Linked DNA regions of Rattus norvegicus: region 2 is linked to region 1. The links are chromatin contacts, called in public Hi-C maps. All regions are on one chromosome and are shown on one strand. The core of a region is the stretch at or near the end of the contact, and the rest is flanking DNA. Distances in the headings are between cores, read along the strand shown. Region 1 holds the start of Lsm14a (LSM14A mRNA processing body assembly factor). Region 2 holds the start of Kctd15 (potassium channel tetramerization domain containing 15).

Region 1 (3,556 bases), core at 951-3,450:
ATTAAAAAAAGGCAAGCAAAACTAAGTTGTGTCTCACTCTGAAGTTGAACTCCCTAAATTGATGGGGCTTGCCTGGAACTCAGGCCCACCTGTCACTAACCTCCTGAATGGCAGTGGCACCTGTGCCACCAAGCTCAGCCTCACACCATTAGTCAAGGCTTTAATACTAAAAAGAATCATATACCCTTAAGTACCGTGAGCATCCACAAAGATGAAAGCAGGTTCTCTAACAGGCAATGTGTCGCAACACTCAATAAGGAAAAGAGAAAGTTATGGCGTAGCCCTTGGCTTCTCAGTTTTTGTCTTTTTTGAGAGGGTTTCATGTGTACCAAGCAGATCTTGAATGCCTTGACCTGCCTCCACCTCCCTGGTGGAACCACCCACACCCGGTTTTTCTCACTGGGGAGCCAAGCAGGGTTTTCTGCATTTAAGAAAGCACTCTATCAACTGAGAAGACCTGGCTGTATTGGTTTAGCAGTCCAGCAGGTCCCTAGTTCCAGATGCCTTTTGCACATCTGGGACTACAGGGGAGTGTCACAGCACCAGGCCTCAAACTGCTCTTTAAAAAGCAGACTCCTTGACTTTTTCAGTATTTGATTCAAGGATTTCTTTTTTAAAGTAAACTCTCAAAACTTACATAAGTATCATCACAATGCAACCAAGGAAAACATCACCCTACTCTTTTATAGTGTACCTTTTTTAAGCTTTGTTTTTGTGGTTCCGGGGAGGGAACACAGATCTCCCACTTGCTAGGGTAGAGCTGTCAATCAGGCCACACCCCTAACCCTTATTAGGTACAATTCAACACCCTAAAAAAGGTTTTCTTATCCAGGTCGATTTGGCCCAAAACTGAAACTGTTAAAAGGAATGTTTGTTTTTTGTTTTTAAAAGGGGTCATTAAAACTAGTTGGGTAATGTAAAGCGACTCTTTCATTCAGTTAACATTTGACATTTTTAGATTTAGAATCTTGCTATCCCTGGGACCTCTTTTCCTAGCGTATGTACGCAGTTCTTAACAATCCCACTAGGTGTGGTGGAAAAATAGCCCTCCCTGGTATCAAAAACTGATAAAATCCTCTAAGATCAGAAGCTCAAGTTTATTTTCTTTCTGCCTTCCTGGCACAGCAAAGGTCTAGCACGCGTGAACGGAAACAAAACCCACAAACTGACTGTATCGACAGTACAGACTATGGGGCAGGTAGGGTGATCCCCTTCAACACAACTTCCTCTCCCCATGGAACGCCAAGTACAGCGGAGTCGGTCGGCGGCCAGACAGTACTCGATCTGAACTGTGTACAAGAGTCCCGGATCATCAAAACTTGAACTTTCCTTTCTACCAGGGTTCCAGAAAAGAGGCCCGTGGGGACAGCAAGCAAGCACTTTAACGTGCACCCTTTGGTTGCATAAGAATTCCGGCTTAACAGGTAACAATCACAGAGGAGACAAACGAGATGCGATCGACTCGACGGTACCAAATGGCCTTTCGAGATCATAAGTCTGCGGCGCAAACCCAAAGTTTGGAGCACACTCCTTAGGAGTTCACTCGAGAACAGTCGCCACCGACCCAGATGAGGAACGCTGAGAAAATGGGTGCCCGGGGAATCAACACATCCGCATTCAACTCTAGGTAGGCGTCAAGATTCTTCGACTCCTCCGGCTTTGTTCGGCGCTTCAGAAGACGGAACGACCGAATTTCGGTCTTGGAAGACACGAACCTGGGTGTGTTCTCTGGCTGGTTCCCGGGACTTTGAGATCGCCCCGCCCCGGGAGCCGCGCACTCGTTCCCTGGATGGAAGGCGCGGAGCTACCGGGGAAGAAGCCCGGGGAACCCGGGGAGGCCGCGGCCCGGCCCTTGTCGCTCCGGAGCCGGGACCGAGGGAGCGGCCTCCCCTGAGGACTGCAGAGAGAGAAGAGCGCGAGGGCGGCGGGGCGCCCGTCCCGCGCCCCTCAACCCCGAGGCCCGTCCCGCCGTACCTTTGGCGAGGGCTACAGTGGAGTTCTCGGTGTCGATGGTGTAGAGGATGCCCTCGTAGCGGATCTCCGCCTTGGAGATGAGGCTGATCTTGCTGCCGATGTAAGGGGTGCCCCCGCTCATGGCGCCGCCGCCGTCGCCCGCCGCTCGCACTCAGGCAGATCCCGCGCTGCGCCCGCCGCTCCGCACGCCCGCCCGCTCGCTCCGTCGGCGCCTCACAGCAGCTTCTTCAGAACCAACATGGCGGCTGCGCCGGCTCCGCTTACCCTTCCCCCAGCCTCCCGCCCTCAAACCGCGGCGCGGCGGCGGCGGCGGCGGCAGCGGCGGCGGCGCGGGGCATGCCGGGAGGGTGAGGCCGCGCACTCTCTCGCGAGACTCGGTGTGCTCACCGACGGTTCCTGGCTCTTTCCGCGGCGGCCCGAAGACCAGTTGATGGGACTGGCTCGCCAGCTTGCGCTCGGTAGGAGTTTCGGAGAGACGGAAATGTTTCACGGCACCTAGACCTTGCGTGAAAACTGGATGAGGGCTCATCCCGCCTGGTGAAGCTGACTGCGGCCTCCGCCATCTCTAGGCGGGCTGTACTTTGTTACGATCCCAGAGTCTTTGTAAGCGGTCGCCTCTTAGCTCCATGACCAGCTGCCGGTTTCCGCGGGTCACAGAGCTCTCACTGTCAATGCCAGAACAGCCATCTTCGCCAAAGGAATTTCACACCCCAAGGGCTGCTGCTCCAGGCGGCGCTGGGACTCGGTTCCCAAAACTCTTTTTCCTTCCTGCTGAGTCCAACCCCTTTTATACGGTTTGATCCCGGTTTCTAGCTTTCAAGATGCTCCTGGCCTCTAGTTATGCAAGAAACATCAGTCCAAATGTTTCTCTGCAGCTTTGACCACTTAAAGTCAATTCCACTTTCTTAACGATCGTCTCTCCGATCGGGTGCCAAATTGGCATCCTAAAACTTTGCATCCAGAGGTGTAACTGTACTCGTTTTACTCCAAACTCATCCCTCTAGCTTGTTCTCTGAGTTAACTATGAGCCGGGACCGTTTACTATGAGCCGGGACCGTTTACTTAATTACTAAGGCCCCTGGATTGTCTTCACCTCCACACCTGTCCTAACTGTAAATCTTCTGGATCATCTCCATCGGTACAGCTCTACAAGACGTCTCAGTTACTCTTTCAGTTACTAATTTAGTGCCAGAAGTGTTGGCAGTAGCTTCCTTAGAATTCTCTCTACTTCTCTTAGCCCTACTTCGTTTTTCTTAACACAGCAGTCGGGGGAATCATGTCCAAGTAGCAAGAGATGGTGGACTTTTTTTTTTTGGTTCTTTTTTTTCGGAGCTGGGGACCGAACCCAGGGCCTTGCGCTTCCTAGGCAAGCGCTCTACCACTGAGCTAAATCCCCAACCCCGAGATGGTGGACTCTTGTTCAAATCCCTCTACTCCCCACAGATTACATGTTACACAAAGTGAAAACCAGACTTGCTAGTTTGGCTTATGATTTAGCTTCTCGTTACACAGCTCCATGCTGTTCCAAGTATCCCTTCTTCACACAGCTTTCACAGTTCATTATACACAAAGCCGCCCTAAG
Region 2 (3,520 bases), core at 983-3,482, 260 kb after region 1:
ATACCCATCTCTTGCGTGGAAGACCTGCAGCTAGTGTGCAGGTACCCTAGAAAAGAGCAAAAGGGGCTGAGGGGCCAACCCAGCCCACCAGGCAAAGCTCACCGCGGTGCCGCTGCTGCCGTGTGCGTTAAGCGAGGACCCGCTCGGCCGCTCCTTGCGGTGAGGCATTTAGGCTTCCATCCCTGCCCAGAGTATCTGTGGGAAGCAGCAACTTATTTCTCAGGCTCCACCAATGATTTTTACACAGACGCTGTCTGGGGCCTCATGTATACCAGGCAGCCTTCCCAGATCCCACCAACCCTACACACTCCAAAGCAGACCTCCAGGCCACAGCATAGTGTGTGTGTATGTGTGTGTGTGTGTGTGTGTGTGTGTGACACACACACACACACACACACACACCCCAAAGCAGACTTCTAGGCCATAGCATCTCTCTCTCTCTCTCTCTCTCTCTCTCTCTCTCTCTCTCTCTCTCACACACACACACACACACACACACACCCCAAAGCAGACTTCTAGGCCATAGCATATCTCTCTCTCTCTCTCTCTCTCTCTCTCTCTCTCTCATATCTCTCTCTCTCTCTCTCTCTCTCTCTCTCACACACACACACACACCCCAAAGCAGACTTCTAGGCCATAGCATATCTCTCTCTCTCTCTCTCTCTCTCTCTCTCTCTCTCTCTCTCACACACACACACACACACACAACACACACACACGTTTTCTAGGCAGTTCCATGTCTGCTAATTTGGCTAATGACAGCCTAAAACATATGCTCGCCATTACTGCCCTTCCATGTTTCAGAACAAATCAGATTTCTTTGGTATTTTGAGTTAGAGCCGTGTTACCAAGCGTGTCTCCTCTTGCATCAGTGGAGAGAACCTGGGGGGGGGGGGTGCCAATCCCCTCAGTTGGTTGGGCAGCCTAGGATCTCTCACCACCCAGGGAAGACAGTTGGTATAGGACACCTCTTTCCACAGAAGCCAGAAGCATCACTGGGAAGCCACCAGTCACCTAGAGTTCCCACAGCAGACAGGACCTGCCTTTGTTTGCCTGCTTCTCCAATAGACCCCCAGAATGGTGCTGCCTGGGCCTAATGTATTCCAGACTCCCTCAGGATCACAGGCCCTTGGGGCACTGAGAGCTGGCCAGACAGCAATCAGCAAATGGGCTTTCTCCCCTCCTCCCCAGAGCTACTTGGGACTTTCCTATGTGCCTCAGACACCTGAAATAAAATTGTGCCTCAGTCCTCAGAAGCTACCCTGGGGGCTTTTCAGGGGGCCCATGAAGGAGGGGTGGAGAAGGACAGGTTTCTAGCACCCCCTCGACTGGCTCGGGGCTGTCTCAAAGGGAAATAGAACACACACACACACACACACACACACACACACACACACCCTGGACTTCTCTGATACAGGTTTAACCCATATGGGTCAACTACATGGTACCCTGGGTACCCACATGATGCTTTTTCCTGTTAAACTTCTAGATCTATGTCTTAACGTTCAGTATCCCAGTATAAAACATGGTCTGAGGTGCACAGACTGGAACCACTAAATGTCAGGAAAGTGCCTCCCCTCCCATGATTTGTTTGACATCCCCACTGCCCTGGGAAGTTCTTTGGTCTGAAACTGTTTGGGGGTGAGGGAGAGTGTTTTAGCCTCATGGAGGAGTTGGGTCCAGTCCCCTGTTTTGGACATTAACAAGGCCATTTATCTCAAGGAAGATTTTGGAAAACCAAAGCAGACCCAAGGGATGGGTCATCCAGCCCTGGTAGGAGATGGAGGAGAGACGGTGTCGTAGAGGAACACCCACTGAAGGTCAACAGAGATGGGAGAATTCTCACCCAAATGCTACCAAAGCACCACATATCCTCACTACCAGGACCCAACTGAGAAGTGACAAGTAGCACCAAGCACCCATCGCCCAAGCAGCCCCAGCCTGTTTCTCACAGCGCAAACCCAAGACTCACCATTGGAAGCCCCAGGCCTTAAGCCTTGACCCGAATCTCCACTGCTCCCTCTGACAAACGCATCTGTGGTGGACCACGACCCTTCTTCCCAGAACACTGCTGAGATCACAAACATAGAAAGTGCACTTGATAAGAGACACACGAGTTCACTGCACCAGACACCAGGACCCAGGCGCGGCTGAGGTTTGGCCAAGCAGCCTGTTGCAGATACCTCGGCGGGTTTGTAAACTGGCCCAGCATTGACCCGCTTCTCCAAGCTGTGGTGGGAGACCCGGGTCCCGCGCCCACCCGCAGCCGAGCCCCGCCCGCCCGAACAGAGGGAAGTGAGCAGAATGCCACGCTCATTTACACACAAAATGATTTTGTGTCCCATTGTGCTCGCAGTTGTTCAGCTCTCTGGGGGTGATTAAACTGGCTGAGCTGCGGCAGCTTGAGACGATTTCACTAAATCGCTTCTTCGTGAAGTCGCTTCTTTTGCTAAGCTGTTATTTTAACCATAAAAGGTAAACAGAAGGCGCCTCTCCAGTTCCCTTCAGCTCTACGCCCTGGGCGCTTGCCCGAGGCGGCAATGCCAGGGGCCTGCAGGACTGTCCAGGGGTGGAACGGGAGGGACGCGGCGGGCCACCTGGTGCGCGCCAGCCCGGTCGCAAAGCCAGCCGGCTGTTGTGAACTTCGGGGCTACAGGATCGGCTGGGCCGAACCTCCGGCCCCGCGGGCGGGGTGGCCAAGGCACCCGAAGGGCCCAGCAAAGAAGGGGTGGGAGTGCGGTGGGGGGCGGAGACAAAGTTAAATCAAGAGGCAGACACTTCAAGACCACAGATGGGAAGCTCGCCTAATTAAGGACGTAAAAGCGCTTTTGTTCTCAAAGTTTATTGTTGCCGGGATTTAAAAAAAATTAATTGAAACTAATGCTGTTATTCACTCGCGCAGTTAAATTCCTTCATGCACATTTGAGACGCAGAGTGAAAACTTGAAGGTTTATCTTTCTACTGTCGGGGGCTTCCCAAGGGAGGGTATAAGAGGTGCTACAGAGGCGCGGGAGTGGAAGAATGAGGGTGTTCGCATCCAGGTCAGGGGGTGCGTGTGGGCAGCGGAGATCTAGAGACCGAGGTCCGGTCTTGGGGCGGCGCGTTCCCCCGCCCCACATCCTTCCTGAGCTTGGAACCACTACCAGTGCGTCTGGCATGAGACTCAAAGGGTGGGCGTCAGAAAACGCACATCTGTCCCGTTAGAGACTTTTTCCTTTTCTATAATTTGGGCGCCAACCCGGTCCTGTGAGCCCCAAAATTCCAGCTACATGGAGCCGGTTTCAGACTCAGGAAAGTCACCAGCTCTGCAGGGCACTCGAGCCCATACTGGAACCAGAGTGCGGAGGACCTGGACGCATATACCGCGCGGCAGGATGATCGGAGCCCGGCTGAGTGGGGAGGGTCCACCCGCGGCTAGGACCAGCCCACGTGGGCACCCCCCGCCCCGTGCGCGCCAGGCCTTTGTGCTGGGCGCCCCCACGCCGCCAGCCCCTGCGCTCAGCAGAGGGACAAAGCAGCC

What was found. A called contact is a pair of places that touch in the nucleus more often than the background predicts.
Region 2: a contact with region 1 is called in a Hi-C map of mammary epithelial cells, with 2.9 times the contacts expected there. The contact joins the promoter of Kctd15 here to the promoter of Lsm14a in region 1. A contact is called at or near these places in 1 of 12 Hi-C or Micro-C datasets (mammary epithelial cells) and 1 of 1 datasets of contacts at active chromatin or transcription factors (oligodendrocytes).

What each region holds. Positions count from the first base shown.
Region 1 is chr1:96,144,248-96,147,803 of GRCr8, forward strand. Lsm14a (LSM14A mRNA processing body assembly factor) reads right to left here and starts at 2,201. Exons shown (of 10, transcript NM_001127552.1): 1 at 1,975-2,201. The coding sequence starts at 2,095.
Region 2 is chr1:96,406,885-96,410,404 of GRCr8, forward strand. Kctd15 (potassium channel tetramerization domain containing 15) reads right to left here and starts at 2,233. Exons shown (of 6, transcript NM_001109141.1): 1 at 1,973-2,233; 2 at 103-195. The coding sequence starts at 168.